7 separate regions of the Mus musculus genome follow, and regions 1, 2, 3, 5, 6 and 7 are each linked to region 4. A link is a contact called in public HiChIP or PLAC-seq, Micro-C and promoter capture Hi-C data. All regions are on one chromosome and are shown on one strand. Each heading gives the region's core, a stretch centred on a gene start, on an enhancer-like site or on the middle of the called end of the contact. The rest is flanking DNA. Distances are from core to core; before and after follow the strand shown.

Evidence for each region. Promoter capture Hi-C pulls out the DNA fragments that hold promoters and counts their contacts. HiChIP or PLAC-seq counts read pairs in DNA pulled down with a chosen protein or histone mark. Hi-C and Micro-C count contacts between places; a contact is called where the count stands out from the background.
Region 1: a contact with region 4 is called in a promoter capture Hi-C map of hippocampal neurons, with 2.8 times the contacts expected there. The contact joins the enhancer-like site here to the promoter of Lyrm9 in region 4. A contact is called at or near these places in 7 of 39 promoter capture datasets (embryonic stem cells, hippocampal neurons, liver and 3 more), 1 of 15 datasets of contacts at CTCF or cohesin (the NIH/3T3 cell line), 1 of 115 datasets of contacts at active chromatin or transcription factors (bone marrow-derived macrophages) and 1 of 9 other capture datasets (liver).
Region 2: a CTCF HiChIP or PLAC-seq map of the NIH/3T3 cell line shows a contact between it and region 4, with 6 read pairs. The contact joins the enhancer-like site here to the promoter of Lyrm9 in region 4. A contact is called at or near these places in 7 of 39 promoter capture datasets (embryonic stem cells, frontonasal cranial neural crest, hippocampal neurons and 4 more), 4 of 15 datasets of contacts at CTCF or cohesin (the NIH/3T3 cell line, embryonic stem cells, pro-B cells and 1 more), 55 of 484 Hi-C or Micro-C datasets (the AML12 cell line, B cells, CD4 T cells and 30 more), 9 of 115 datasets of contacts at active chromatin or transcription factors (the SCID.adh cell line, T-cell acute lymphoblastic leukemia, bone marrow-derived dendritic cells and 6 more) and 3 of 9 other capture datasets (adipose tissue, embryonic stem cells and liver).
Region 3: a Micro-C map of the G1E-ER4 cell line shows a contact between it and region 4. The contact joins the enhancer-like site here to the promoter of Lyrm9 in region 4. A contact is called at or near these places in 9 of 39 promoter capture datasets (the HPC-7 cell line, embryonic stem cells, hippocampal neurons and 4 more), 1 of 15 datasets of contacts at CTCF or cohesin (large pre-B cells), 8 of 484 Hi-C or Micro-C datasets (the 63-12 cell line, CD8 T cells, the G1E-ER4 cell line and 5 more), 3 of 115 datasets of contacts at active chromatin or transcription factors (the HPC-7 cell line and embryonic stem cells) and 2 of 9 other capture datasets (adipose tissue and embryonic stem cells).
Region 5: an H3K4me3 HiChIP or PLAC-seq map of embryonic forebrain shows a contact between it and region 4, with 3 times the contacts expected there. The contact joins the promoter of Wsb1 here to the promoter of Lyrm9 in region 4. A contact is called at or near these places in 9 of 39 promoter capture datasets (the 3T3-L1 cell line, 3T3-L1-derived adipocytes, embryonic stem cells and 6 more), 6 of 115 datasets of contacts at active chromatin or transcription factors (cardiomyocytes, effector CD8 T cells, embryonic forebrain and 3 more) and 2 of 9 other capture datasets (adipose tissue and pancreatic islet).
Region 6: a contact with region 4 is called in a promoter capture Hi-C map of liver, with 2.2 times the contacts expected there. The contact joins the enhancer-like site here to the promoter of Lyrm9 in region 4. A contact is called at or near these places in 13 of 39 promoter capture datasets (3T3-L1-derived adipocytes, the C10 cell line, the HPC-7 cell line and 7 more), 4 of 15 datasets of contacts at CTCF or cohesin (the NIH/3T3 cell line, embryonic stem cells, pro-B cells and 1 more), 27 of 484 Hi-C or Micro-C datasets (CD4 T cells, CD8 T cells, the G1E-ER4 cell line and 16 more), 9 of 115 datasets of contacts at active chromatin or transcription factors (the SCID.adh cell line, T-cell acute lymphoblastic leukemia, bone marrow-derived macrophages and 5 more) and 3 of 9 other capture datasets (adipose tissue, embryonic stem cells and liver).
Region 7: an H3K4me3 HiChIP or PLAC-seq map of embryonic stem cells shows a contact between it and region 4, with 8 read pairs. The contact joins the promoter of Aldoc here to the promoter of Lyrm9 in region 4. A contact is called at or near these places in 1 of 484 Hi-C or Micro-C datasets (CD4 T cells), 1 of 115 datasets of contacts at active chromatin or transcription factors (embryonic stem cells) and 1 of 9 other capture datasets (adipose tissue).

Annotation. Positions count from the first base shown.
Region 1 is chr11:79,181,053-79,184,937 of GRCm38.p6, reverse strand. It overlaps Gm30413 (a long non-coding RNA gene), which reads left to right. Exons shown (of 4, transcript XR_388876.3): 3 at 744-778; 4 at 1,194-1,413. Among named protein-coding and RNA genes, the nearest start is that of Gm30413, 9.4 kb to the left of the region's middle. Within about 2 kb of position 1,782, at least 32 of the 459 cell types and tissues checked have an H3K27ac peak or open chromatin away from gene starts, as enhancers often do. A contact at or near this core is called in hippocampal neurons, where this site is marked.
Region 2 is chr11:79,206,112-79,210,224 of GRCm38.p6, reverse strand. No RefSeq gene overlaps it. Among named protein-coding and RNA genes, the nearest start is that of Gm30413, 16 kb to the right of the region's middle. Within about 2 kb of position 2,779, at least 26 of the 459 cell types and tissues checked have an H3K27ac peak or open chromatin away from gene starts, as enhancers often do. A contact at or near this core is called in B cells, the CH12 cell line, Th1 cells and 5 more, where this site is marked.
Region 3 is chr11:79,307,312-79,311,521 of GRCm38.p6, reverse strand. The region is part of intron 1 of Gm30561 (a long non-coding RNA gene); the gene reads right to left. Among named protein-coding and RNA genes, the nearest start is that of Gm30561, 3.9 kb to the right of the region's middle. Within about 2 kb of position 2,456, at least 5 of the 459 cell types and tissues checked have an H3K27ac peak or open chromatin away from gene starts, as enhancers often do. A contact at or near this core is called in the G1E-ER4 cell line and the HPC-7 cell line, where this site is marked.
Region 4 is chr11:78,825,190-78,829,015 of GRCm38.p6, reverse strand. Lyrm9 (LYR motif containing 9) reads right to left here and starts at 2,421. Exons shown (of 4, transcript NM_001076681.2): 1 at 2,380-2,421.
Region 5 is chr11:79,253,408-79,257,085 of GRCm38.p6, reverse strand. Wsb1 (WD repeat and SOCS box-containing 1) reads left to right here and starts at 2,391. Exons shown (of 9, transcript NM_019653.3): 1 at 2,391-2,733. The coding sequence starts at 2,694.
Region 6 is chr11:79,227,848-79,231,505 of GRCm38.p6, reverse strand. All of the region lies in intron 1 of Gm30470 (a long non-coding RNA gene), which reads right to left. Among named protein-coding and RNA genes, the nearest start is that of Gm30470, 5.0 kb to the right of the region's middle. Within about 2 kb of position 2,070, at least 52 of the 459 cell types and tissues checked have an H3K27ac peak or open chromatin away from gene starts, as enhancers often do. A contact at or near this core is called in the HPC-7 cell line, kidney, liver and 3 more, where this site is marked.
Region 7 is chr11:78,320,624-78,324,473 of GRCm38.p6, reverse strand. Aldoc (aldolase C, fructose-bisphosphate) reads right to left here and starts at 1,401. Exons shown (of 9, transcript NM_001303423.1): 1 at 1,252-1,401; 2 at 1-84. The coding sequence starts at 72. It overlaps Spag5 (sperm associated antigen 5), which reads right to left. Exons shown (of 24, transcript NM_017407.3): 19 at 3,802-3,850; 20 at 3,351-3,431; 21 at 3,057-3,212; 22 at 2,902-2,976; 23 at 2,708-2,788; 24 at 2,017-2,346. The coding sequence ends at 2,275.

The sequences.
Region 1 (3,885 bases), core at 533-3,032, 360 kb before region 4:
CTGTCTCAAACAAACAAACAAACAAACAAACAAACAACAAAAACAAGAAAGAAAGAAAGAAAGAAAGAAAGAAAGAAAGAAAGAAAGAAAGAAAGAAAGAAAGAAAGGAAGGAAGGAAGGAAGGAAGGAAGGAAGGAAGGAGTGGGGAGGGAGGGAAGAAAGGAAGAAAGGAAGGAAGGAAGGAAGGAAGAGAGAGAGAGAGAGAAAACAAAGTTCTATGGTGCTTCAGCTGAAGCCCCCTAGTGGCCTGGAGGACAATATTCTCTTGTGCATTTTGAATGTTTCCTAGATGAAATCAAGACGGTTTCCTTTGGGTAGAGCCCTACCATCAGAGCACATTCCTGCATCACTGTGACAGTCCCTCCTCACAGGTGCAGGGACAACACCAGGCTGGGTAACTGTATTGGCACACTCGAATCCTCCTTTAGCCACACATGACAAGTCTGGGTGCAAGGACAGGCCATTGGCTCCCTTCTAGCCTCACCTGAGCTCCAGAAGCCAGCACTAGCCCAGCCTGTAGTCATTCTCCATCCTGGCCAAGGGAACCAGTTAAAAATAGTGCCAGTCTGGACACCAATTGGGGAACCAGATGGGGAAGTCTAGAGCTTGGGTGGTGGAGCAGACAAGGCTGTTTCTGGTCCTGCTGCTTTCTGGTGACCTTGGGCGCAGTATTCAGTCTTTTCTGGTCTCTGAGTGCCACCTGTGAAGAGCAAAGCTGAGTTTCTGCATATTTCCTTCCACAGGACTTCAGGGGGAGCTGACACAGAGGGCAGACAAGGTTAGTGATCTGCTTAAAGGCTCCCATTGCTGGGGGACTCACTACCTCCAACTACACTGCTGGAAAGGTTTAGTAGTGCTATCAGCGAGCTCCGCTCTGTTTGGACAGACTTCTGTAGGCCCCTCTCATTAGCCTCGTTCTTCCCTTGGGACCTCTTGAATGTGACTAACCCCTTCATTAGGATGCTCTGCGAAACACTTGACTTGGCTCTGTGACTTCCCTAGGAGCCAGATGATCACCCTCCATGCAGAGCAAGCTTGCATCAGGTCATTGTAGCCCCATTTTGGCCCCCAGCCTTTAGGGTCCCTCACTCCCTAGTATGGGTGTCCATCTTCTTGGCTTTCAGACCAGCTGCAATGTGCTGCTCGGACGAGCTCTTCCTGACTTCCCTAAGGAACTCTTGGTACCTTTTCAGCCCGGGAAGCCCCTGTCTACCTCCTTCTGAGATGTCCCAGCCTCTGCCGAGCATCTGCTGCCATTGATGGGGCAACAGGTGGATTGACATGTAGTTATCAGACTGCTGATGAGTCCAGAGTCCATCCACACCTTCAGGGACTTAGATCTTGGAACCAGTTATAAACTTTGACCCAGTCTGACCAGAGCAACCTGACCGTATCAGCACCAGGGAAAAGGACATTCTCTGGATTCACCTAGAAACCACCTTCTATTATTGACCCCCTGTCTGCTATCATGAAGAGAGAATTCCCATGTGACACTGTCTCCCTTGTTCCCTGATGGTCATGAAGTCCTCAAGACGGCTCATCCGCTCTCCGTATGACCTCACAGAACTGTCTCCTTACTCCTCAGGCATTGAGCCTTATTCTCCTCTGTGTCAGGCTCTGGGACCTGGAGGCGTCTCTGGCTCTTCAGATAACATCCATTCGTCCTCACCTTCCCATCCTCGAGCTTGCCGTGTGAAGGGGGGCTCAGCCTAGCACCGCTCTAAGACAGGCTGGCTGAAAACAGCTACATCCCGCACGTGGTTGCTGTCTGTGAGTCACTGCACCATGGCTGTTTATTAGGACCCCACGAGCTGAGTTGCCAACTCTGGAGCCCTGGGAGCTGGCTAAGTTTAGTATGAGAGCTGTGAGCACGAGGACGCCGTGTTCCTTCTCCTTCTGGCAAAACATGAGACTGGAGCCTTCTTTTCATCTTCCTTCTCCCTGACAAGTCCTTGCTCCATTTACCGCCAGATTGGCCTCCTCCCAGCATGCATCTGTAATTAAGGGGGGAAACACCCGCAATTGTGCTAGGGCTGGAGAACCTCAGATTACTGCAACTTTTTCGGGAACAGAGGCTTGGGAAAATAGGATGCTTTAAAGTGTGAATGCAGATGCGTGTCTCTGGGTGTCTGTGGATCAGCCTCATGGGGCACAGGGACCACCAGCATTCTTACAGGAACATACCTTACCACATAGACGTTCTTCCTGCTTTTTACATGGACTGCCCTTAGAAGCAGTTGCTCTCAGATTGAGAGAAAGATGGCTCTCCTTGTGTTGGACAGCCCCTTTGATCTTTGGCCTTTCCAGGATTAGACACTAAAGCCTTCTCCAGGTTTGCACCAGGAAAAAAAAAAAAAGTCCCTGGTACCTGGTTCAGGCTGGGCAGGCTGACACCACACTGCTGGAGATAAAATCCTGGGACAGTAGAGGAGGTCTGAGGCCTTCCACCTGCCCCGAGGGAATGATTTCATTGGCACAATTAGTCACCTAGGCAGAAAGAGTAATTGAGAACTGTTGGGGTGACTGGAGGAAGCATTTCCGGCTAACTCCAACCCCTAAGGGGTCTAGCCAGCATCAGAGTTTGAAGGGCTGAGTGTGCCCCTCTGCTCACTGAGTCAGCGCTTGTTCCCACATGCTGGCTTGCTCATCTGCTAGACCTGACACCATGGTTTCTTTTGTCGTACAATGTCTCACGAAACTCAGGTTGACCCTGAACTCGTGATCCTCCTGGCTCGGCTTCCAGATCTCCTGTTGATCACCCTTAATCACATGAGCCTCCCTGCCCCTCATCCTGTCTCAGGGAACTCTGTCCTGAAGACATGTGTCACTTGATGTTCAAGGAAGTTCATGTGAATATATGTCAGCTCACACATAACTGGGAGGGCCAGTCAGCAGTCAGAGAAAACAGGGATAAGTTGTTCTTTGTCAGACACCTTTGGTCTATCCAACCCCCAACCCCACCCAAGTTAAAGGAGAGTGTGTGTGTCCTGCCCTCCCCCAGGGTGTGAAACTGGGAGAGGTGAGTATCTTAGTCAATCTTGATCAGCAGATCCATCCCTGTGCTGACACCTTTGCCTTCCGCTGTCTCCTCCGGAGGTTGCACTGGTTGACGGCTGCATTGTGGCTCCAAGGCCATTTGGGCTCCCAAGGCCTAGGTTGAAGTTTGAAATCAGCCATTTGTATGAGACCCCTGGGAAGTCACTTAAATCATTCAGAACACCATCTTCCCAACTGACAGAAATCAAGATGATAAATCTACAGCTCCTCAACTCAGTGATGAGTTAGGGAGAGAAAAGAAACAGTCATGTAGCTCAGGCTAGCCTCTGAGCTATGTCAGTCCTCAGCCTCGCTAGTGCTGGGATTACAGGTATGTAGCACTAGGTCCAGCAATCCATGCCTTTTTAATATTTTCCAATATGTTTTGGTGGGCCATTTAAGATCGAGTCTTATTCTGTAGCCTAGACTGGATTAGAACTCAGGTAATCCAGCCCAGGTGTAGCCCAGGTAATCCTCCTGCCTCAGCCTTTCAAATATTGACATTAGAGGTGTGAGCCACCATGTCAGGCTTTCAGTGAGAGTTTCTATCACTAGAATAATCTCCCAGAGTTTGTCTTGGAATGTAGCTTGATCAGTGAGCATGAGACCCTGAGTTTGATCTGTGCTACCCTCGCAAAAAAGCAGGGCGTGGTGACATACACTTGTAATGTCGGGGGAAGCAGAGACAGCTCATTTAGTGAGCTACAAATCAATGAAAGACCCTGTCTCAAAGGGAAAAATGAAAGACAGTGTCTGAGGAACACACCTGTCCTCACTTGAGCACCCATGTGATTGCACACATGCACACACACACACACATATTTCGAGGTTGTCATGGAATCACAATGG
Region 2 (4,113 bases), core at 1,530-4,029, 380 kb before region 4:
TGTGTGTAGCATAACCGGGCTCATTGATAAATGTGTATATGGATTAGATGGACCCCAACGTTTTGGCACAAAGCAGAAGTGTCTCTGAAACCACTCCTTCCTACCCTGTTGGTGTTGTGCTCTGAGAGCAGAGCATCATGGGAAAAGCATGTGCTCCTTAGTGACCTAAAACATCACAGCTGTCTGTTCTGAGTTTCACCAGGAAGAACAGGATAGCTTTGACCTAATCCTGTGCTATAGGTAACCCAATTGCTCCTCGTGCCATAAAGCAGTGTATCGAGAGAGCTTTGCCCACATGGGATTATCTGAGTTAAAATCCTATTTCATCAAACTCTTGACTTCTTTGAACTGCAATTTCTTCGGCTTAAAAATGGGAATGAAATGGCTGGAAAGATTGTTCAGTGGTTAGAGCACTTGCTGATTTTTTTGGGGGAGGGGAGCAGCTGACCTGAGTTTGGTTTCCAGCACCCACATCAGGCAGTTCACAACTACTTAGAGCCCAAGTTCCAGAGCACCCAACACCAGAAATCCAGAAGATTTCTCAGACTTATGCCTGTACCTGGAACACGTACAGACACACAGGCACACATACAGAGACAGACAGACAGACACACACAGACACGTAAATAAATAAAAATTACCCAAACAATGAGAATGAAAATATTTGGTTCTTGGAGTTATTACAAGATAACACGTATGCAATGCCTGGCCTGGAGTCTGTGTTTGGAGAATATCCAAGCTCTCTGGGTAGCTGCAGATCAAGAACCAGGCAGTGCTTCTTAGTAAAGCACAAGATTGTCCTCTGAAGGAGTGTTGAGTAATGAAGGAGCCACCTGGAGTACCAGATAAACGCTCTAGCATCTAGAATCCGAGCTGCTTCATCTTTAACACGAAGGAAGTTGGGAGGAGTGACCAGACGACCCCTGGGGTCCTGGAAACCTTCTTATGACGTGTGGAAGGACCTTGAAAGCCCTGAAGGCTGAAGGTCACCTCTTAACTTCAGCTTCCCAATGCCAAGCCTTCCTGTCCTCAGCCCTGGCAGGATTTCTAGCATTCCTGAAACCATGGGCTTTGATAGCTAACAAAATCTACCCAGGTCTAGCTGCTCTGACCATTCACTTAGGGTGAGCGGCCTGAGTGAGAGCTTCCTCAGCTGAGGAGGAGGACACCACCTCAGCTTTGCAAAGCTGCTGGGGGAACTGAATAGAATCACCCAGGTGCTCACACTGATACAGTAGCTACTTAATAAAGGATCATTGGCCTTTGAGAAGAGCTTAGACTGTGCTTAGAAGAGTGTATAACACTGTCCTGGTTACTAACTAACTAATGAGGCATGGAGGTGGGGCTGATGGGATGGTTCAGTGGTTAAGAGCCCTTCCTGAATTCCGCTTCTGTCCCACAGGGTAACTCACAACCACCTGTCACTCTTTTGGCCTCCTGGGCACAGCATAAAGGTGGTGCACATACATACATCAAGGAAGACACACATATGCATAGCTAAATGAATGAACAGATATCCATCGCAAAGACCGCAGTGGGACGGAACTCTTTTCTTTCTTCTGGAAACTTCTCTGACAGCTTCCTCACCTCCTAGCCTTGACCCAACTTCCTCTGGTCACACTGGGGAATTCAAGGTGTGGGGACTGTCTAAATGGCTCCTGTTCATAAAGAAGTTGAAGATATCAAAAGAGATGAGAATCTCTAAGGTACACAGAAGTTTTGCCTCCCACACCACAGTCACTGGAAACCCCTGCTGTGTGACAGTCTCTCTCAGACACTAACTTACTCCTGTTTTTTTGTCTTCTTCTTCTTCTTCTTCTTCTTCTTCTTCTTCTTCTTCTTCTTCTTCTTCTTCTTCTTCTTCTTCTTCTCCTTCTCCTTCTCCTTCTCCTTCTCCTTCTCCTTCTCCTTCTCCTTCTCCTTCTCCTTCTCCTTCTCCTTCTCCTTCTCCTTCTCCTTCTCCTTCTCCTTCTCCTTCTCCTTCTCCTTCTCCTTCTCCTCCTCCTCCTCCTCCTCCTCCTCCTCCTCCTCCTCCTTCTCCTTCTTCTTCTTCTTCTTCTCCTTTTGTTTTTCGAGACAGGATTTCTCTATATAGCCCTGGCTGTCTTGAAACTCACTCTGTAGACCAGGCTGGCCTCAAACTCAGAAATCCGCCTGCCTCTGCCTCCCAAGTGCTGGGATTAAAGGCTTTTGCCACCACTGACCGGCTTGTTTTTGTCTTCTTGATGGCCCTGGAAAGGGTGCTACAGATAAAGTTTTGTCACAGAGTTTCGCAAAAAGGAACTGGAAGGCCTATGGAAAGTGTGGGGTTTCCCCTTCTAGTCCCCAGTCAACCATGAAATCATCAGAGAAGACAAGACAGCGGGAGTTCCGTCCCCGGCATCAGGAGCTCGTGGCGTAGCTTCTCTGATAGACAGTACCCTCGCAAACCATGAATGAATCCAAAGCATTCATCCTTAAATTGCCTCTGTTAGGTATTTGCTCACAGCAATGAGAAAGGCCATTACTGTAGTCACCTGTGGTAGGCGGCTCAGCTCTTATGTTCTCCACACAACTGCTCGAGGATGATTATGATGAGCAAGCAACAGCCAGGACATCTGCCACGACCTAACCTCGGCCTTCCCAAGCCAGCATTTCTGCAATGGCCTGTCCTGTGGATCAGCTGTGTTCTGTTGCTCTGTGATTTCGGGGGATGGAAGATGAGGGTGGGGGGATTCTGTGCATGTGGACGCCAGGAGGTGGGGTCAGTGGGACCATCCTTTATCTTGGGGGTTGGATGACATGATGGACACCAGGATGCTACCGGAGTCTCAAGGTCCCAGGGAGCTCTACCAGGAGGTCCTGCCAGCCATCCCAAAAGAGCTTCAAGTTCATGGCCAGGCTCCCAGACCCTGGCTTCTCCACAAGGTCTATACTCTGCCACCTCAAAATCTCCATCTGGAAATCCAAGAGGCATCTCAAACTAACAGGTCCAGCCCCAAACTTCTGTACTCTCCTCTCCCCCATACCTTCCCCAGAACGCTGTCCTGTCTCGGGAAGTGGCAGGTCCAGCCTCCCAGTTTCTTAGATTAGCCCTCATACCGACACTCTCATTATCACCGTTATCTTGCCTCTCTTCTTTCTTTCCTTTCCTCTTTTTACTCTCCTCTCTCCCTCCTTCCCTCCCTCCTTCTCTTTCTTCCTCACTTCCTCCCTCCTTTCCTTTTTTCTTTTCCTCTTTAAACAAACAAACAAACAAACAAACAAACAAGTCTCAGCATGTAGCCCAGTATAGCTAAATTTGCCACCCTCAACCTTCACCTCCCAGGCACTGGGATTTCTGCATCACCATAACCGTCTCCTTCTTGGTTCTTCTTTTCTTGGATTCATTTGCCACACCCAACACATCGGCAAATTCAGCTGCCTTTACTTTCAGAATATATCCCAGTTGCTTCTCATCAGCTCTGTGGCCATACCCCATCTGTCTACACCCTGGGTTTCTTCTTTGGTCACTGAACATGCGTCGCCTCCTCAAGAGGATACTCCTGCTTCTTTTCAGGGCCTGTGTCCACACAGCTGGGTCCTGGCATCGCTGCTCTAAAGCTGACATGGCTCCTGCTAGCCCACTTGTCCATCTGTCTGTCCTTTAAAGATTTACTTAGTTTGATTTTTATATTTATGGCTGTTTTACTTGCACATATATCTGTGCACACACGAGTTGTGCCCATGGAGGTCAGAAGAAGGTATCAGATTCCCTGAAACTGGAGCTGCAGATGATTAAAAACCACCATGTGGGCCTAGCCGGGTTCTCTATAAGAACAGCAAGTGCGCTTAAGCACTTAGCCACCACTCTGGCCTCCAAACAGCAATTTTTAAAACCAAAGGTTCAAACACAAGAGAATCCAAAGATACATCCATGGGATGCTTACCACTGAAGAATGACGACAGGGAAATACTGAGTCTCCGTTTTTTACTAATGAGACCATTGTTTCCACAGGGCAGAGCGCAGTTGTAAGCGGCCGTAACCCACGGTGATCATGACTCTGAGTTGAGGTTCCTTCAGACATGTGCGGTGCAAAGCATGCATGTTGTGTGTGTGAGACCCAATCCACAGTGTAAAAAGCTGGGCCGGAT
Region 3 (4,210 bases), core at 1,207-3,706, 480 kb before region 4:
AAAAAAGATTTAAGAAAGAAAATGTACATTAAGGAAGATGAGATTTATTCTCACTACCATGGCCAGAGGAGGGAGAGATGGAGACAGAAAGAGAGAGGGAAGACAGGAAAAGTAGCCATCTTTGTGGCCAACACCTCTTGTGTACCTGCCATCCTCCCCAGACACTGAGCAGGATCCTGCCTGGCAATGGCTACATAAGATCTATATTACTAAAGTGTTTCAAACAGGAGAGACTCAACTAAGATGAGGTGCTAGGAATTTATTAGCAAAGTAACACCACAGACAGACAAAGAGACAAACACATGGAGTGTTCTCCAAAGAGAGAACTCAGAGGCCATGTGGCTGAAGTGTGGGTCTCTTCTACTGCTTTCTGAAGTTTTACATTGAGAACCAGGCTTTCTGATTCCCAGCTAGGAGGCAGGGAAAAAGGAGAGGGAGCAGGGTGTGTGATGCCAGCACCCTTGTTGATGGTAACTTTCCCGGATAAGAAATCCTGGGACTAGGACATCTGTTAGGGAGGAGCCCACAGTCTCTGTAGGGTACCTGTTGGTATCTCTGTAGGAGAAGGCTGACCTGAACAAAAGCTGGATTCTGTTTATTTATTTATTTACTTACTTACTTTAGACAAAGTCTCATTCTATGGCCATGGCTGGACTGGAACTCGATGTGTAGACCAGGGTAGTCTCAAACTCAAAGAGATCTACCCACTTGCTTAGGTTCAGGGTTTAAAGGCATGTACCACAATGCACAGCCCCAGAGGCTGGATTCTAGTATCATCACATTGCTACAATAACAATCATGCAAGTAATATCTGTACTCTGCAGATGAGGAAGTGATCCCCCGAGGTGATAAGGGTCCCGCAGAAGCTCACCCAGCTAATAAGCGGCAGGACCCACTTCCAGCTCTAGCTGATCTCACGATAGAACTGTTCCCACACATTGTGTCCAGACTACATTCACCCTGGTATTCACCTAGAACTCAGTTTGGGGCTGTGTGTTCCAAAATGTGTGCACAATCAATTCCTGGTTTTAAAACAACTCATTCCTGAAAAACAGAAAGGCAACTATAAAGATACCAACAATTTGCCAGAAGCCAGAGAAGTGACCAGAGTTCAGATCGCAGCACCCCCATTAGTCCACTAACAACCTCATATAAACTCCAGTTCCCGATCACCCTCTTTCGGCCTCCATGGGCACCTGCAGACATACATGTGGTTCACACACACACATGTACATAAATCAAAATAAACATCTTTAAATGTTTAAAATAAAGACAGAGAGAGGGTACAGTATGGAGACTCTGGTTGATACTGTAAGAGCTGAGGATGGAGCTCCGTGCTGGGGACTTGTTAGCCTGTGCAAAGCCTTGTGTCCTATCCCCAGGAAAAGAGAGAGAAGAAGGGAAAGGAGGAGAATGAGGGGGAGGGGCAGTACATTGAAGAGAGCTACTGTGACCACTACAGCCACAAAAACATGTGCAAGACACAGAAGCTGGAGGAGCAGAACACAAGGGAGTCCCCTTCTTGCAGCCAAACTCTTCCCAGACTCTGAGGGACAGCTCGGGTGCTAAGTAGCCATAAACATGGACAAATGCTGGTCACCACAGGGTGAGTCCCCTCCGGCCTGCTCCAGTCACTAGGCAGGGCTTGCTTTAGTTTCGTTGCTGATATCAGAGAAAGCTTGTCACTTACAATGATTTAAAAGCACCAGTCATTTTCATTGGAGAAGGTGACATTTTCTTTGACCACCATTGAAGAGGACTTCCTAATTGGGATCCTGGGGACTCCCATGCCTCCTGGTTGTGCATTCAAACTTCCAGGTTTTAAGCTGGGAAGAACTGTTCTTACCTGAGTATGTGGGTCCAGAACCAGAGAAAAACAAAAACAAAAACTTTTTTTTTTCTTTTGAAGACAGGGTCTTCCTATATACCAAGTTGGTCTGGAACCTGCTATGTAGCCCTGGGCTAGCCTCCAACTCACAAACCTTCTGTAAGTGCTTCTCCAATGCACATCCAGTCAAGCATCCCTTCCCCCACCCCCGGGGAGGGTGTTGAGACAATCCTAACAGAATTAATATGTAACCCAGGTTATCCTATGTTATGTAGCCCAGGCTGGCCTCTAAGGTCATCCTCTTCCTAAGCTTCCCTTCCGGAGAATGAGACACAGGCACCAACTGCAACTAGCTAAAAAAAAATTTATTTTTATGTGTCTATATGTATTTATGGTATGTGTGGGTGTGTCTGTGTGTCTGTGTGTGTGTGAGTGTAGGTCAGACAACTTTGGGGAGTTGGTTCTTGCACCTTGGTGAAGTTGTTTCTGTCAATCTGCACATTCCAGGCTCCTTGGCCTCTGAGCTCCCTGCTGAGCCTCCAGTCTCCACCATCCATCTAGCCATAGAAGTGCTGGGGTGACACATGTGAGTCTCTTCATTCTATTTCTGGGTTCCAGGGTTAGAAGTCAGGCCCTCAGGCTTTGCTGAAAACACTTTTAACCATGGGATCATCTCACCAGTCTCTCTCCCCTTTTCAAAGATTTAACTTTTTTTGTGTGTGAGTATATGTGTGTGTATGTGTGCGTGTGTGTGCACGCACACATGTACTTGCACATAACATGCATGGAGGCAGAAGAGGGAATTAGCTGACCTCTTGTCACTCTCCACCTACTCTTCCTAAGGGAGACTCTCTCTCTCTCTCTCTCTCTCTCTCTCTCTCTCTCTCTCTCTCTCTCTCTCTTCTCTGAACCAGGGGCTTGCACGAGTCTGGAGACCAGCAAGCCAGTGAGTGATGCAATCCCTTTCCACATCCAGGCAGAGCTGGGGTTGCAGGTGGTATCCGGGATGCACAGCTGGACACCTGAGTGATGGAATCTCATCTTGCCCCTAGGGTCATCTTCTTATTCCTCACAGGTAAAACTACTTTGTCACAGTGTAGCATAGACACTTCCTGCCTCTGTGGCATTTCCCTGGCCTCCTGACACTCACCTGCTACATTTGTGTCTCCCTTCAGGCCAAGTCATGAGAAGGTCAGTGAGCAGAGTCACTAGACAGCCAGCTGCTGGAAGCCAAATACAGGTTGACCATTGAAAGGACACTTAGTAGAGACCTGGGGCCTTTTGTTTTATGTATGACTCAGATGGGAAACACATACACCTGGCTGAGAGCTTGCCCCAGGCTATCAAGCCAGTTCCACACTGCAAAGCCACCACAGTGGGTTCAGTGGGGTTCCCTATTCAGGAAAGGTCGGCCCCTGGCCAGGCTGCACTGGACAGCTGGTTCCCTGATTACAGTCCTTCGCTCCTACTTTTGCAAAGGAGGGCTTTTCTTTCTGGATGCTTACACCCAGGTATAACACATTGACAAGGAAAGGTCCAGCCCTGAAGCCGTGCAATGTGTAACCTGCACAACTTCTAAGGCAGCCCTGAGTATGAGAGCAGGCTAGAATCAGGAAAGCCCGGTGCTAACTCTCACTTCTGCTCTTTGTTCTCAGCTGAAAACCGTAAGCCGGCTGACCTTTCTAAGTCATTTGTGAAGCTGGGATAATCACAGTGCCTCCCTCCTTCTTGGTGTGTGATGATTCAAGTGAAATCACTCACATGTAAAATTTTACCGCAGGGCGTGCTACACTGAAGATGTGCTAATAATCATTATTTCCTGTGGCCAACTTCTATTATACTTTTAAAATCAAGGTACCCTTCCTGGGAAGCCTTTACTGATAGCCCCCTGGCTGGGTTAAGGACATTTGTATATTTCCATGTCGGTTTGTGCGGCCTCTCATCCTGCCAGGCTTCCTCCCGGAACTGTAGCCTCTAGAGGTCAAGGACTGTGTCTTTCCTATTTAGATCACCAGTGTCTAAAACAATGCTGGCACACAGTAGGTACTCAATACATGCAAGCTGAGTGAATGGATATATGCATAAATGAATGCAAAAATGATGCAAAAATTAATCCATGCTGATTTTGATGGGACCCTGGTAAGCTAAGCTTGTCTTTTATATTTTCTGTTAAGAGCGGGGGTGGGGGGGCGGTGCGTGGCTGGGTGGTGGTGCTGGGGAGGCAGAGACTTGAGCAGGGATCAGAGCCTGGACCTTTGGCAAGAGCAGCTTAGGCTCTTCCTGTGGTCATTTTTCCGTGGAAGGAGAGCAGAGAGAAATCTTGCTCTGGAGCTGGAGTTTGAGAAGGAAAACAAGCCAAGTGGTTCACCTAGACAATGGCCT
Region 4 (3,826 bases), core at 1,172-3,671:
CTGGGACAGGGAAGTAAGCCAGTGTTAAGAGCACCTCCAGAGCACGTGTGAGTCCCTGAATTAAATCCCCAGAACTAAAACAAAATGCACAAGTAGGGATTCCATCCACAAAGAACTCTCCTGGGCCTGTGCAAGACCAGATTCAGTCATGATATGCTTACTAAACTAGACTATTCATTCACAACTTAGCCACAAGTCTCTGCTCCTTTCAGAAATACAAGGGCACTGTAGCACCCTCTCAAATACAGATGGAAAAGAAAATCAGGCTAATGTCAATTACACACACACACAAAGGAATGCTTTAAAAAACAAAATCTTAGAGAGATAGGATGCCTTAGACTCCAGCCTTACAATCTGAGTTCAAACTCTTGGATCCCACAAGGTGGCAGGAGAGAACCAATTCCCAAAAGCTGTCCTCTGACCTCCACTTGTGACCACACACACACTCATTACACTCACATACAGAACTGAATGGGTCTAGTGGCATATCCCCGTAATAGCACTCAGGAGGTAGAAGCAGGAAGCCTGGGTTCAAGGTCCAGTCTAGGCTACATAATAAGCTCGAGGTCAGCCTGGGCTATCCAAGATCCTGCCTGTCTCAAAACTTAAACAAGGGGCTGGAGAGATGGCTCAGCAGTTAAGAGCGCTGACTGATCTTCCAGAGGTCCTGAGTTCAAATCCCAGCAACCACATGGTGGCTCACAACCATCTGTCCCAAGACTGGATGCCCTCTTCTGGTGTGTCTGAAGACAACTACAGTGTACTTACACATAATAAATAAATCTTTAAAAAAAAAACTGAAACAAAACCAGTTTATAAAGCTTAAAGAACATGACCTATTGGTGGGGGCGGGGGGCATAAAGGGAACTTCCTGGGTGCCAGGTGACAATGCTGGCACAGGTGCTAAGAAGAAAAGACCCAATCACAGGTAAGCTCACTGTCGTTATCACTAACCTGTGTCCTAACACGGGTCACCTAAAAATAATTGGAAAAAGAGTCATACATTTAAAAAGATAATGGAACTGCAGAAAATAACCCGAAATTATGCCCAATTGAGTACTGATAAAAGCTAAATTAAGCCTGCACCAGCCATTTTTTTTAAATACGCAATTAATCTTCATGATGGAGAAAGTTGAAAATAGGAATGGTTAGCTCCCTGCCCCCGCCCACCCTAGGGCTCCATCTGGCATATTTATGTTCTTCCAGCAATCCTGCCTCCCCTCGTCCCTCTCCCACACAGCCAAGGTCAGGCCAGCCTCCCTACATTCCCACCGGCACACCCTTCAGAACCAGTTTTTGGTCCATCCCTGTGGGAGGTGGGGATGCTGGAAATGAATCCTGGGGCTTGACGATGCCTGGCAACCTTTTTACCACGGAGCTGTTCCTAGCTCCTAGTTAGCAGCTAAGCTAATCAGTCTCTTTCTTCCTGGCCAAATCCCACGTGCCACCCAAGGATATACACTTTATCCTTCCCTTTCTTTGGCCCACCCCCACCCCCACCCCCACCTTATACCCAGAAGACAGGTATGTAAGAGTAAGGACTTCAAATGAGTCCCAAGGGCCATCACTGGGCACATGGGGAGATAAAATCTGATCCAGGCAAACATTGGAAAATTATTCTGTAATAAAGCGAATGAAGCACTTACATATGCTACCACGTGCGTGCTTTGAATGAGGCATAAAAGACGCAGGAAACCAATAACCGGGGCTGCATATGATTGATTCCATTTCTGTGAAATGTTCAGAACTAACAAAATCTATGGAAATCAGCTAAGTGGTTGCCTAGCGCAAAGAGAAAGGACGAGACTGGAGAGGGGTTTTGCCAGCAAATGTAGATGGTTTTCTTTCAAGGTAAATGTTCTAAAATCAACAGTGGCCATAGATGCACATCTGCGCACATTCTAAATGTTATTAAACGTGTGCACTTTAGCACTGGCCGGGAATCACAGTACTACTGGGAAGTTGGGGCAGGGGGATTACGAGTTCAAGGCCAGATAGGGTTACATATTGCAAAGACCAAAATTATTCCAGATACTCCTGGTAACAGGGTGTTCCTGCAGACCGAGTGAGAGTAGCACGTCTCCTCTTTGAAAACCATAGAACGGAGGCTGCTCCAGCCGAGTGCAGATGCCAGCAGCACATGGCAGAGACCTGGCTCCCCGTGTCCTCCGACACCGCATCCCGGCCTCCCACGCTCCTCCGCGGCGCGGCAACTATGGCTGCGACAGGTGTCGCTGGCACTAGGGGAAAGCCTGGAGAGCCCGCAGATCGCCCCCAGGGCTTCCACATATCCCGGCCCTGCAGGCAGCCTCGGTAATCCCCAGCCCGCCCCTGCCGCCCCCCGAGTCCCCGCCCAAGGGCCCGCGCAGCGCGGCTCACCCGCCTTCCCGGCGGACGCCAACTGGAGACACCGCGAGCGACACGATTGCGCCTGCGCGGCAGAAGCAAGCGCAGCCCCGCCCCCGCCTGGTACCCTAGCGCCCTCTGCCGGCCATCCGCGGGACTCGGGGTCCTACTGGGTGCGGGCTTCCTGATCCGACCCCGCCCAGTTGGCTGGAACCACGGCCCGCTTTTCCTTGTCTCCCTTACAACCTTGGATACAAACTCTGATGGCAAGCTCTTCTTCATATTCCCACGAATGGAGAATATTAGGGGTGCTCAAGATCTGTGAAACGTCTTCTTGAAGGACGTGTCCTTCCTGTTGTTATGTTGATGACAGGAATTATGTTTGGAAGGGAGTCTTCATTTCGAGTCACTTGATCAAATTACAGTCCCACAACACCTGTCAGAAGAATACATATGACAGTAATAGGCACGCTTCCTTTCAACTCTGCTATAATTATAATCGAGGGAGAGAATGAAGAATCTTAACTTGCAGCTACTGCCGGGATCATTTTTTGAAAATGAAATAATGCTGTTTCATTAAACGGGTTCTCCCCACTCGCGCATGTTTAAAGTCAGAATGCTTCTCTGAATTGATTTAAACACAAGTTTTATATCCTGAAAGAAATAAAGACAGGTCTTTTTCATGAGACAAACGCCCTGTTCAATGAGGCTTCTAGCTTCTCTGGGCCGCTGTCTGAAAGGCAGCAAGGGCGCCGGTGGATAACATTGCTTCTCTTCATCTTTCCTCTTCGGGGCTTTAAAAAAAATCTACCTATAATGAAAAGCCCGATTTCCTTACACACGCTCCTCATGTAGCTGCTTTAACAAGACAATTGCTTATAATGCCTTTTTTCTTCATTTTTTAAAAGTAAACATCGCTGTTTAGCAGCACTCGGAAGTCTATTTTTCTTCCTCTTAGGAAGCAGGGGCTATTTCTTAACAGAACTACTTCCTTTCTCTGATTCATCTTCAACTCTCTAGAATGCCACCGTCTCCCTCCCGCACCCCCCCCACACACAAAGCACCCCCTTCCTCCTCTTCAGCTAACACTCTACCCCGTCTTCAAATCTGTGTGGGAGGATTCTTCCCCTGGAATACCCAGATAATTTCCTTCATTTATTTTCAAACTGTAGACTTGGACCAACTGTATCTGAAAGATCCGAATGCACCCTCATAAATCAGCCTTTTTATTTACCCATGCATAATCACGGCATGTCATTAGTGCAGATCCAATCAATAAATCATTACGCTTTTAGAGCCCTTACTAGGAGCAACCTGCTGGGACACCAATCCACTCTCTCGTACAACATTAAGATCCTTTCATATTTTTAAGAAATTTCAATCTGTTCTCTCAGTCCCCCTCTTTTGTTCCTAGATCTCCGTGTTCCTGCTTCAGAAGCCTCATTCTAATACCTAGGTCATAAAATATTCAAGAAGCAAG
Region 5 (3,678 bases), core at 1,142-3,641, 430 kb before region 4:
CTTTGTCTTTTTAATTCACTCCACCCCTTGCCCAGGGAATGATGTTGCCCAAATTTAGGGTGAGTCTTCCTACCCCAAAATCTAGACCCTTTCTCATGGACATGTCCAGAAGTTTGTCTCCTAGATGATTTTAGAGCCTGTTATATTAACCATGTTGACCTTCCCAATGGCAAGTGAGCTCCTCGCTTTGTCACGAATGTTAAATGGTTAATTAATGAAGCACTGATGCACCCCAATGCCCACAACGTAACATGACCCTACAAATATTAGGTATAATCACCAATGGGCACACAAATGAGACAATTATTTTTCATTTTACTGGTCACACTTTGTAGTTAAGAAAATCTTCAAGGCATCTATAGGCTACTCACATTAAGTGGGAGTTAAACAATTCTGTGAAAAAGTCCTTCAAATACTTCACAAGCAAAATAATGAAAAGAAAGGTAAGAAAATATAACTCACAAGCAGGCTCTCAAGAATGGTTATTTTCCATGGATTTCTATGGTGTAGTGTAATTAGTTGGGAGTTACAGCAGTTAGCCAAAAAATATTAACAGGGTGCTCACTTGGGCAATGTCTGTACTAAACAACAGTGTCAGCTCAGCAGTGGTGACACACACCTTTAATCCCAGTGCTTGGGAGGCAGAGGCAGGCAAATCTCTTGGAGTTCAAGGCCAACCTGGTCTACAGAGCTATTCCAAGACAGCTGGGGCTACACAAAGAAACCCTGTCTCAAAAAACCAAACCAAACCAACAACCAAACAAATCAGCATAACTCCCGAGCAAGGCTGACTCACGAATTCCTGAAGCCTTCCAGATTGTTTGAAGATAAGAGTCTTGGAGCCAGGTTGGCCTCATACTTGCTATATAGCAGAAGTGATCTTAAGTTCTTGATTCTTGTGCCTTTGCTTGCCAAGAGCTGGGCTTTCGAGCATGTACCATTTGCTTTAGGTTTCTGAGGAACTGGAGCTGGACTCCATGGTTCCTGTATACTAGACAAATATTTTACTAACTGAGCTATACCCCCCTCCTCCAGCCCTGCAAGTTTGTGAAATCTGCATATTTTTGTATGAAAACTCAAAAAAAAAATAGCTGGGAAGATGGCTCAGAGGTGAAAATGCAAACCTGACCGTTCGAAAGCCCAGAACCCAGGTTAAAGCAGAAGGCAGGAGATTACAGACTACTACTCTACAATCCCTTCACTCTAACAGGGCTGTCAGGGAGTCGGGAAGTTACAGGGCCAGCTAGCATGGTATACAAGCACTGAAATCATGAGAGACCCTGTCTCAGGAAAGGTGGGAGGTGAGGACTCATATCCTAGGATGTCATCTGACCTCTGAATGCCTGCATTCACACAGAAGCATTTAAGACACATGAACTCTCAAAAAAAAAAAAAGACTCAAAAACATGCACATATCTCATACACACATAATAAATAAATAAGCTAAAAACATTAGGGGACAATAATGGTCTGTATTTGACAAGATTGAATTTTCTTTTTCCTTCTACTGTTCGTCAGGCAGCACCATTGCCGTGCATGAAGTTCTGGACAAACATATTGTCAAGCAGTAACCAAGTAATTTTTTTTAAAGAAGGGGATGATTTATTTCTATTAATCATCATGATCTTAAGAATTTCTACCTTGGGCAAAGGGACATGCACACAGTACATGCACTACCTATGGTGTTTGAGATCTAAAGTTATGCTGGGCAATTCTGTCTTCCAGGAGTATCTGAGAAAATCTAAGCCGTTATCTGTTATCCTTTGGAAGAAAGAGTCCCGCAAGGGCCACTAAAATGCAATGACATCATTTATAGATGGTACTTAGATTGAGATGTGGGGCACACCCAAACAATGATGTGGAATAGCTAGCTGCTTCCTAGAGACCTCAACTTCTGTGGAAGAAGGGCAGATTCTGAGGTAGAGGTCATATTGGCCAGCTCTTCAGGAGACCTGACTTTAGGGACCAATTAGAACAGAGGCAGTCTTGGGGAGGCCTCAGAGGTGCCCATCACCCTGGGTCTCCTTCATCAACTGAGTCTTTCCTAAAACCAGTTTGTTCTGTCCTGACCAATTGGACACCACTATGCTAGTTTCCATCATATCTTTCTTCAGCGCAACCTTCACTTCCCAGGTACTAAGGAGCCAGAGACGTAGCTAAAAGGGATTAAGCACGTGAAACGTCTACTTTGCCCTTTCCGGTTCGGTCACGTGCATTATATAATCCCGGGCTTGCCCTTGGCAATGAGCCTTCGACTTCGAAAATGCCCGCAGGTCGCGCTTTGAGGGCTCACGCCCGTCCGTGAATCCAGACCATCACGTCCCCTGCGTCGAGGGGCGGGGCCTGATGGTCTGACGTCACCCACTACACCCCGCCTCCCAGATATTATCAGTGCCGCCCGCCATCTTGTCTCAGTGTCTGGTTTGGCGGCGGAAGCATTGGCGGGCTGTGTGAGTCTGTGAGTGGAAGGCGCGCCGGCTCTTTTGTCTGAGTGTGACCCGGTGGCTTTGTTCCAGGCATTCCGGTGATTTCCTCCGGGCAGTCCGCAGAAGCCGCAGCGGCCGCCCGCGCTCTCTCTGCAGTCTCCACACCCGGGAGAGCCTGAGCCCGCGTCACGCCCCTCAGCCCCCGCTGAGTCCCTTCTCTGTTGTCGCGTCCGAATCGAGTTCCCGGAATCAGACGGTGCCCCATAGATGGCCAGCTTTCCCCCGAGGGTTAACGAGAAAGAGATCGGTGAGGCTCGGGATGGAGGGGGAGCGCGGGGTCTACCGGCAGAGCGTGAAGGGGCTGGCTCCGGGGCCCGGGGGGAAAACGGGGGTGGGGGATGGGAGAACGGGGAAGTCCGATGCCAAGGCCCACGAGCGCGGGGGACCGGATGCCCGGGCTCCGGAGAAATGGAGAGGAGCAAGGACTGACGCTGCGTGGCGGGAGGAAGCGGTCCCGCGATGGGCGTCGGCCGGGAGTGAATGGACCCAGAGCGGGCCTCCCGAGTTTGCTCAGCGCCGGGCAAACCCTAGTGACACCATCACAGCTGGGGTGCGGATCGGACGTCCTGGGATTCTCCCGGCTGTGTCTTGGATATCGAATGGACCTGGAGAGTTACTAGCATAGGCTAAGTGGTCTATCCTAGGCTCTCTTTGGTGGGAAGAAGTTGTGAACTTTTGTGTTTTTTGAGGCGCAGCAGGAACAGCAGCATCTGTATGTCCGGTACTCTATTGAGAAAGGGACCTGGAGAGGTGTCAGCGGCGTAGAAAAAAAAGTTTTAGTGTTTTTTAAAGGATGGCGTTATGAAAGTGAAGGGTTCTAAGGAGGGAATATGTTGCCCACCTACACGGGGGGGTGGGGGTGGAAGGAGCCGTGAGAATAGGTGGAATGGCTGAAGGAGGGCTATTGTACAGAGGATGTAGCCGTGGCTAGACCTGTCACGCGTCTGGCTGAAGCCTGGACAATGGGGAGTGGAAGGGCGTGGGCCAGACCTGCCCGTTGGCCCCTTTAAAGCACTTAGCATTATTTAAATTCTCTCAAAGGAGTCACCTTTGAGCCCATTGGATGACATTCGTTGAACAAAATTATCGTCAGTAGACACTGACTTTACAGTTTTGTCAATTGGATTTTCATGTCCATGCTAAAGGTAGGGGCAGGACTCCATGAGTGTGTGAAGAGTTCCAGGTCAGGCTA
Region 6 (3,658 bases), core at 821-3,320, 400 kb before region 4:
CCATCCTGACAGTGACTAAGGAAAAGGACGGGATACGTTAGGAAGTGGATCCTAACCACCAATCCGTTAACATGTGGTGTTGTTCATCCTGATGAGATGACATTAGCAAGTGAGGACTTGGGAAAAGTCATGAGGGCAGGAGCCCGCTTAATGGAATTTGTGCCTTTATAAGTCCTCCACACTGCTAAGACAGGAGAAGGGAGTGAAAGGGGCTTTCACCAGTCCCCAACCGTGCTGGCTCCTGGGTCTGACTTGCAACCTCCATAATTGTGAGAAGGGTGCGTTGTATCTAAACCACCTACCTAGTCTCTGTGTGATTTGTGACAACAGGGCAAACAGACCTGCAAGAACGCCTCCTGATATGAGCCGGGAAGAAGTCCTGCTAAGACACAAAGCTAGCCACTCTGTCTGTGTGCTCCTCTACTAATAAGGTTTGAACCTGAAAATCCCTCCACAGGCTGGTTTTGAGGGTTACTTTAAATGTTGTAACCCCTAAAGGTTGTAGGGTCTGTTTGGTGGAACCCGGTCACTGAATGCAGGGGAGTTGTGGAGGTTATACCTACCCCTACCTCTGGCCTAGCTCTACTTCCTAATCTGCCACCTTGTGAACAACTGTGGCCTCGTGTTCCCACCGTCATGCCTTCTCTGCCTGCTGGACCAAGTGACACAGGATATTTGTCCCTTAAGTTGATTCCGTCAGGAGCTTTGGCCACGGTAACATGAAAGTCCGTGACACGCCCCATTATACCTGCCTCTGCAGAGGGGTCAGGTTTCCTCTTGGATGATATTATATTATATTGGTAGAGCTGGGCAGAGAACCAGCCGACTCGTGTGAGCCTTCTGTGCTGCAAGGGTCTGCAGTAACTGGAAAGTGGTCAGGAAACCCACAAGTCAGAGGTGGCCCCCTCACCCCACCCCATCCCACCCCACCCCGCTGCCTCTATTTTCTCTCAGCCTGTTTTGTTTTCTTCAATTTCGTCAGGCCCCTTCGGTGGTGCCGGATAAGCTGCCCCAGCTCACTGCCGTCTTGCCACGGAATCCTACGCGATCTCATTTCTTCACCCCCTCCTTGGACTTTCGAATAAAGCCCTGTTTCAAATAAGTTAATCATTCTTAGATGTTGATTCCTTGTTTAGAAGCCAAATTCCTCACACCTGAGGAGATTCTGTCGCCTTCTCACGGGAGCTGCTGGCGCCTGGCTTTTGGGTCAGAAGGACTGATCAGGAACCAGACCCCCGGTCCCGGTTGGGCAGACATGAACATAGCCCGAGCTGGGAGGTTTGGATGAGAGACCTGGGGGCCACGCACCCAGCTTGTGCTGTGTGGAGAAAGCAGATCCCTCAACTGGGTCATGCTGCTCAATGCTTGGCCAAAGCCAAGCTGGCTGGGCTCGGTCCCATCTGGCTCCCAGCAAGAGGGTGTGCATATAGCAGTTTGGCCAGATGCCACACTCCATAGACGGCTGCCCAAAGGATGTCGCTGACATGGTGACTGAGGCTGCTATCCTGAGGAAGACTCCTGTGACTGACTGCTCAATTGGCTGTTGAATGATGTAATAATGTCTCCACACAAGTGGCATTGGCTCTTCCTTCCTTTCTGCAGTGCTGAGTCCTGGCAGCTACTTGACATGTGTTACCAACATTGGTTGAGCACTGACCACGGGTGCATTTTACTGTTCCTGCTGCTGGTCAGCAGTTCTGGGAAGTTTTATTGTTTTCCTTTGATGTCTGTGCAAGCCATGAGGCTAACTCCCTCCTCTAGGTGGAGGCGGTCACATGATCTCAAGGTCCAAGATGGTGCTGAATGCAGACTCCTGTTTTTTCTTCATAATGCTTGTGAGCGGATGCTAGGAAGAAAACAGCCAGGCTCCGCTGTGTCTTTGCCAACACCTCCCCGCCTTTCCCGGGGAGGCCAGCCATGATGTCAGGCTAACCCTTCCCCAACACACCCTACCCTTTTCACTGGATTGTGGAAAAAAAAAAACAAAAACAAACAAGGATTACCCCTGAATATAACGAGGCAATTGAAATAACCACACAGAGTGACTGTGGTCCCTGCCCTTTGCTCGGTGCCCAGGGAAATTACACCGGAGCTTGGCTAGGTTTTTGCTCCGCTCTGCTGTCCTTGGGTACACATATCACTCAAACAAATCATTTTTATTGCCCATGTGACAAATCTAACTCAAGCAGGCTGTAGCAGGATTCTGCAGGGCTGGGCTGGGCTGAAGGCAAGAAAAGAAGTAAGCTGGCCTCGAAACTCCCCTCGTTGATCAACACCTGACCAAGGCCGCAGGAGCCTCTTGTACCAGCAAGATTGGCCTCACTGGTCCAGAGATGACCTGGACAGAGTCCTCGAGGCTGGAATGGACTGGATGTAAGTTCTCTGTGTCAGCTCACAGATGCTCTTGATGGAGTGGACCAAATCCAGAACAAGGCAGGGCCGGCATCGTCATCAGTAACAAAGCTCAGTCATGCTTGTCACATGACCCTGAGGAAAGTTAGACTTTAATTCTTCTCCCAGAAGCCAGGCGCCATATCAAATGCTTGTGAAGACAAGGCCACCCTGATGTAAATGAGACCCTCTCTCAAAATAAAACCATCCTTTACATTAAAAAATTATTCATTTGGTGAGAGGTTTGAGACAGGGTTTCTCTGTGTAGCACTGGCTGTCCTGGAACTCACTTTGTAAACCAGGCTGGTCACAAACTCAGAGATCCACCTGCCTCTGCCTCTGCCTCTGCCTCTGCCTCTGCCTCTGCCTCTGCCTCTACCTCCTCCTCCTCCTCCCAAGTGCTGGGTTAAAGATGTGCACTACAAGTACTCAGCTAAGATTTGTGTGTGAGAGTGTGTATGTGTGTGTGGTGTGTGAGACAAGCAAGCCATATGCAAGTGGGTGCTCTCAGAAGTCCTAAGGGGGCACCCAACCCTCTGAAGCTGGAATTACAGGCAGTTGTGAGTCATCTGACACAGGTATTGTGAACCTAACTGGGATTCCCTGAAAGAGAAATAAGAGCCATCTCTCCAGGCCCCTTCCACCATCACATTTTAACTGAAACTAAGATATATTTTGTAATCAGCATGGTTTTCAAAAATCCTCATGGATGTGGTAGCATATAACTGTAATTCCAGCATTCAAAATCAAAACAAGACAAACAAACAAAAAAATCCCAGCATTCAAGAGACTAAGGCAAAAGGATAAGAAGTTGGAGGCAAGCCAAGTGTGGTGGCGCACACCTTTAATCCCAGCGCTTGGGAGGCAGAGGCTAATCTGGTCTACTGAGCAAGTTCCAGGGTGGCTGGGAAAACTCTGTCTTGAAAAATCAGAGGAGGAGGAAGAGGATGATGATGAAAAAGAGGAGGAAGAAGAGAAGGAGGAGGAAAAGGAGAAGAAGGGAAAGGAAAAACAAAAAAGAAAATTGGAGATAATCTGAACTCCAAGTAAAACTTTGAAAACAAAAAACAAACATAAATCTCTCAGCTGTCACACACTAAAATGACACATTAGCTACAGTGATGTGGATAAAAGTCAGCAGTGTCTAGAATTTCATAGGAAAGCCAGTACTCAGGAGTCTAGGCCAGCCTAGGCTACAGAAGACGCGGTCTTCAAAACAAAACCAACAAAACCAGTCATTGCATCTTACATGCAATTTAAAAGTCAG
Region 7 (3,850 bases), core at 152-2,651, 500 kb after region 4:
CACGATCCGTAGAGCAATATCCGACAACTCCTTCTTCTGCTCAGCAGAAAGAGCTGGGTATGAGTGGGGCATGATGACAGTTGTCTAGAATGGAGAAGACATAAGCTCTAGACTCCGAGGACCTTCTACTTCCTCTCCTAACCAAACAGGCTTCCCAGCACGGGGCTGGGAGCAGGAGAGCAGCCTTTGGCCTGGAGCCTGGGCATCAAAGTGGTATCAATCTCTTTGACAGCTAACAGAGTTAGGGCCCCAGTTCCCACATCTCCTTTTGTTCCTGGTGGGCACCCTTCCCAGCTCCAGAAGAGATGCAGCGTGGGGGATGGGAGGCGACAGCCCTGAAGCCACAGGTCTTCCTGGAAACTGCTGCCAGGTTGAGAATGCCAGCTCTTCTTTCACTGAATCTGGCCCCTTCCTGAGGTAAACAGAAAACCTGTTGTTTCTGATTTTTGCTTTCCTGCTTCCCCTTTCTTTTCTTCAAAAGGGTCCCTAAGGCGGGGGGGGGGGGGGATCACTTTTCTCAAAGGTTTGTGAATGAGACGTTTAACCTACAGCATCCTTCCCCAAGTCTAGTGGAAGGCAGGGGGCAGGGAGTAGCAGTGGTACAGGTACTGAAAACCTGACTGCCTTTGCTACTGCCTACTCCCCTACCTATGGTGGAGATTGACTCCCAGGGCTGCAAGTATGGTAGGAGAGAGGCAATATCAGCATACATGAGAGGACAGGAAAGAGACATCACCAGATCATCCCTAGTACCCGGCATTCCCTCATATGCAAGAGGCACAGGAAATAGGGAGGCTTGGCTCCCCACAACTCAGCCTCCTAGTAGAGACCCCAGAGGCGAGGAATTAAGGCTGAGTGAGTGGATTATGGGAAAGAGGGAGAGATGCAGGAAAAGCAGGAAGGAGACCTGGAAGAGGTGAGACGGGTAATGGTGATACAAGCTAACCGGTCCTGATGCTCTTCCTGGGCCTATACCCTAGAGTAGAGGACAAGCCTAGAAGAACCAGAAATGGACTGAGATTAAAATGTCCTGGGTGGAATGCACTGACCCCAATGAAAAAGTCCTGGAGGCATATGACTTGGAACTGGAAAGGAGAACTAGAAGGAAGAAGAGAAGCACGGTTTTCCTGAGCCATGCATGGGGTTTCAAAACCACAGAAAGCAGAGGAACTTGGGTCCCAGGGAGAGGGCAAGGACAGCATGGGAAGACAAACCGGACGCGAGCATCTCAGGCTCGCTTGGAGACCTTACCTATACTCAGCCAGTCACTCAGCCAGTCAGCCGCGGGAGCCACAGCACAGCTCACTTTTCCTCTGATTAGCTCGGTCCAAGCTGGAGTAAATAAGGTGGCAGCACTTGCCGCAGAGCTACGTGACTCCCTGGGGGCGTGACAGATACCTCCCGTCCTGGTCCCGCCCTCTCCCCAGGACTGGTCTAGGGTAAGGCCACGCCCTCAGAGGTGGAGTAGTGAGGTGGAGTGATTCCTCTGCCAGGGTCCGGAAGGTTGTTAGAGACGATGCCCTTCCCACATCATGGAACCCTGCCAACAGGGCCCTAGAGGGAAGAGATGGACTTGTGTTTGTCTCTACCACAATCAGTCCTTTGCTGTGTAAGGCATTATGTGGAATGTTGGGGATTAAGCCTGGTTTAGAGGAGAGATCTCTAAACATCAGCAGGTAGGGCAGAGGCCCACCTAACAGTGCCCCACTTCAAGACATGGAATAATGGAATTGAGTTTCTGTGCTCTGCCCCATATTTACCAGTGCCTACCCCCAAGGGGGATGGGGAAAGTAAGTGAATGGAGTCTTTTCTGTTCCCCCCAGGCAGTGGTCCAGGGAACAGGCAGTCCATTGCCCTCCCCCCCACCCCCTTTTTTTGTTGGTAGAAGAAGAGAATCAAGCAAAGAAAAGCAGTCAGCCTTGGCTTTAGCTGCAGCAGGAAGTGGTGAAGGGTGCCTAGGCTGAAGTGCTGATCTGCCCACTCCTACCCCCAAAATAAGATTCAGTGGACTGGAAGGACTACATTAAATACACTTTATTTAAATAACATAAAACATGGTCGGCTCTATGCCAATTGGTCTTATTATTGGGATAAGGGTTGGGATAAAGAGCCCTGAAGGAAACTGGAGTGGAGTGGAATTCATTTTTCAGGGTTTTTGCTGTGTTGTCTGTGTTAGGTTCCCAAATTCCTGGGATTTGGCAGCACTCCAACTTTGGCGTCTGGAGCAGCTGGAACTACAGGTGCACACCACTGCATTCCAATATTTTCAGTTTCTTAGCTCAGAAATTCTAGCAATCCTTGTAACTCCTTGCAACTCTTCATAGTCTCTGGGATAGACAACAGAGTCTGGGAAGAGACAGAAAACAGTTCTGAATCACAAGCCTGAAGCCAAAGCTCCTGGCCTGTGATGCTGGAAAAGTGAAAATGAAGCCACTGTAAGAAGTCAGGCTGAGGGCTGGAGAGATGGCTCAGCGGTTAGGAGCACTGCCTGTTCTTCCGAAGATCCTGAGTTCAAGTCCCAGCAGCCACATGGTGGCTCACAACCATCTGTAATGAGATCTGACTCCCTCAGAGGACAGCTACAGTGTACTTTCATATAATAAATAAATAAATCTTTAAAAAAAAAAAAAAGTAGTCAGGCTGAGAACCGGAGCCATGCTCCTCAGCCCCTCCGGCAGCCAGGTCCCACTACCTCCTTCACTTTTACCTCATAGACATGCTGAATTGTGTCATCGAGTTTCTTTAACTCTGTGTCAGAGCGCCGAAGATTCTCCTCCAGGATGTGCCTCTACAATGCAAACAGGCTTCATGAACCCTACACGTAAAGAACACAGCTAGAGAGAACAGAGGAAATATATATGGCAGGGTGCTTCTGTGGTGGAAGGAAACAGAACTGCTTACATGGCTCAGATACTTGTCCATCAGCTGTTCCTTCTCAGTTTTCATCTCCAGGAACATAACCCTCAGCTTGCTCACCTATAAATATGTCCACGTTAATAGGGGCATAGCGTGGGGTCCCCATTATTTGTACAGCTCCTTTGTTAACTCTGTGTTACCTCCTGTGAGAGAAACACTTTTTCCTGGATCCAGTTAGTAGCCATCAGCTGGCAGCTGGGATCTAGCTGGCCTTCCAGGGCTTCCTGGAGCACTTTAGTCTCTGTCTCTGCACGCCGAAGTGACTGTGTGAGCTGGGTCACCTCCTCTCTGAGGTTCTGGGAACAAGAGCAGAGGTAACCCAACAGCACTCAGGGGTAACGGAGATAACCCAACAGTACTCAGAGGTTCTTTCTCTCCTTCCTCCATCAGGTGGGAAAAGCAGAGACCTGGCCATAGCATCAGGAGAAACGTACTATGAGCTGGCCGCTCTTGTCTATTTGCCCCAGGATCTTCTCGTTCTGCTTCTGTATCACTTCCAGGAGCTCCTTCTCATTCTGTGAAGAAGGACAGAAGCACTGAGGAAAGGCTCACTTCTTTTCAGCCAGAAGACAGGACTGAATGCCCGAGCCATGCTCAGCCCCGGGGACTCGTTCATATCCGTCCACTTATTCAGGACCAAGTCAAGCATGGCACGTCTTGGTTTCAGAACTCTGCTTCAGTTCTGGGCTTTTCTCCTGGGTCTGCTTGGAGAAGACAGGTCAACCCAGTACTAGTTCTCAGATAGGAAGTGTCTGACCCCAAAAGGGCAAAACTAGAGCAGTAGTTGGAACCCCCCCACTACCTAGATTCCTAGAAAGGGGGTCCCAATGGGCCAGCGGAGCTGCCCCAGTTCCTCATTGCCCCACTTTAAGGTCCCTCCTTCACCTTGCGGAGCAAGCACAAGGCCTGGTTCAGCTTCTCCATGTCTGCTTCC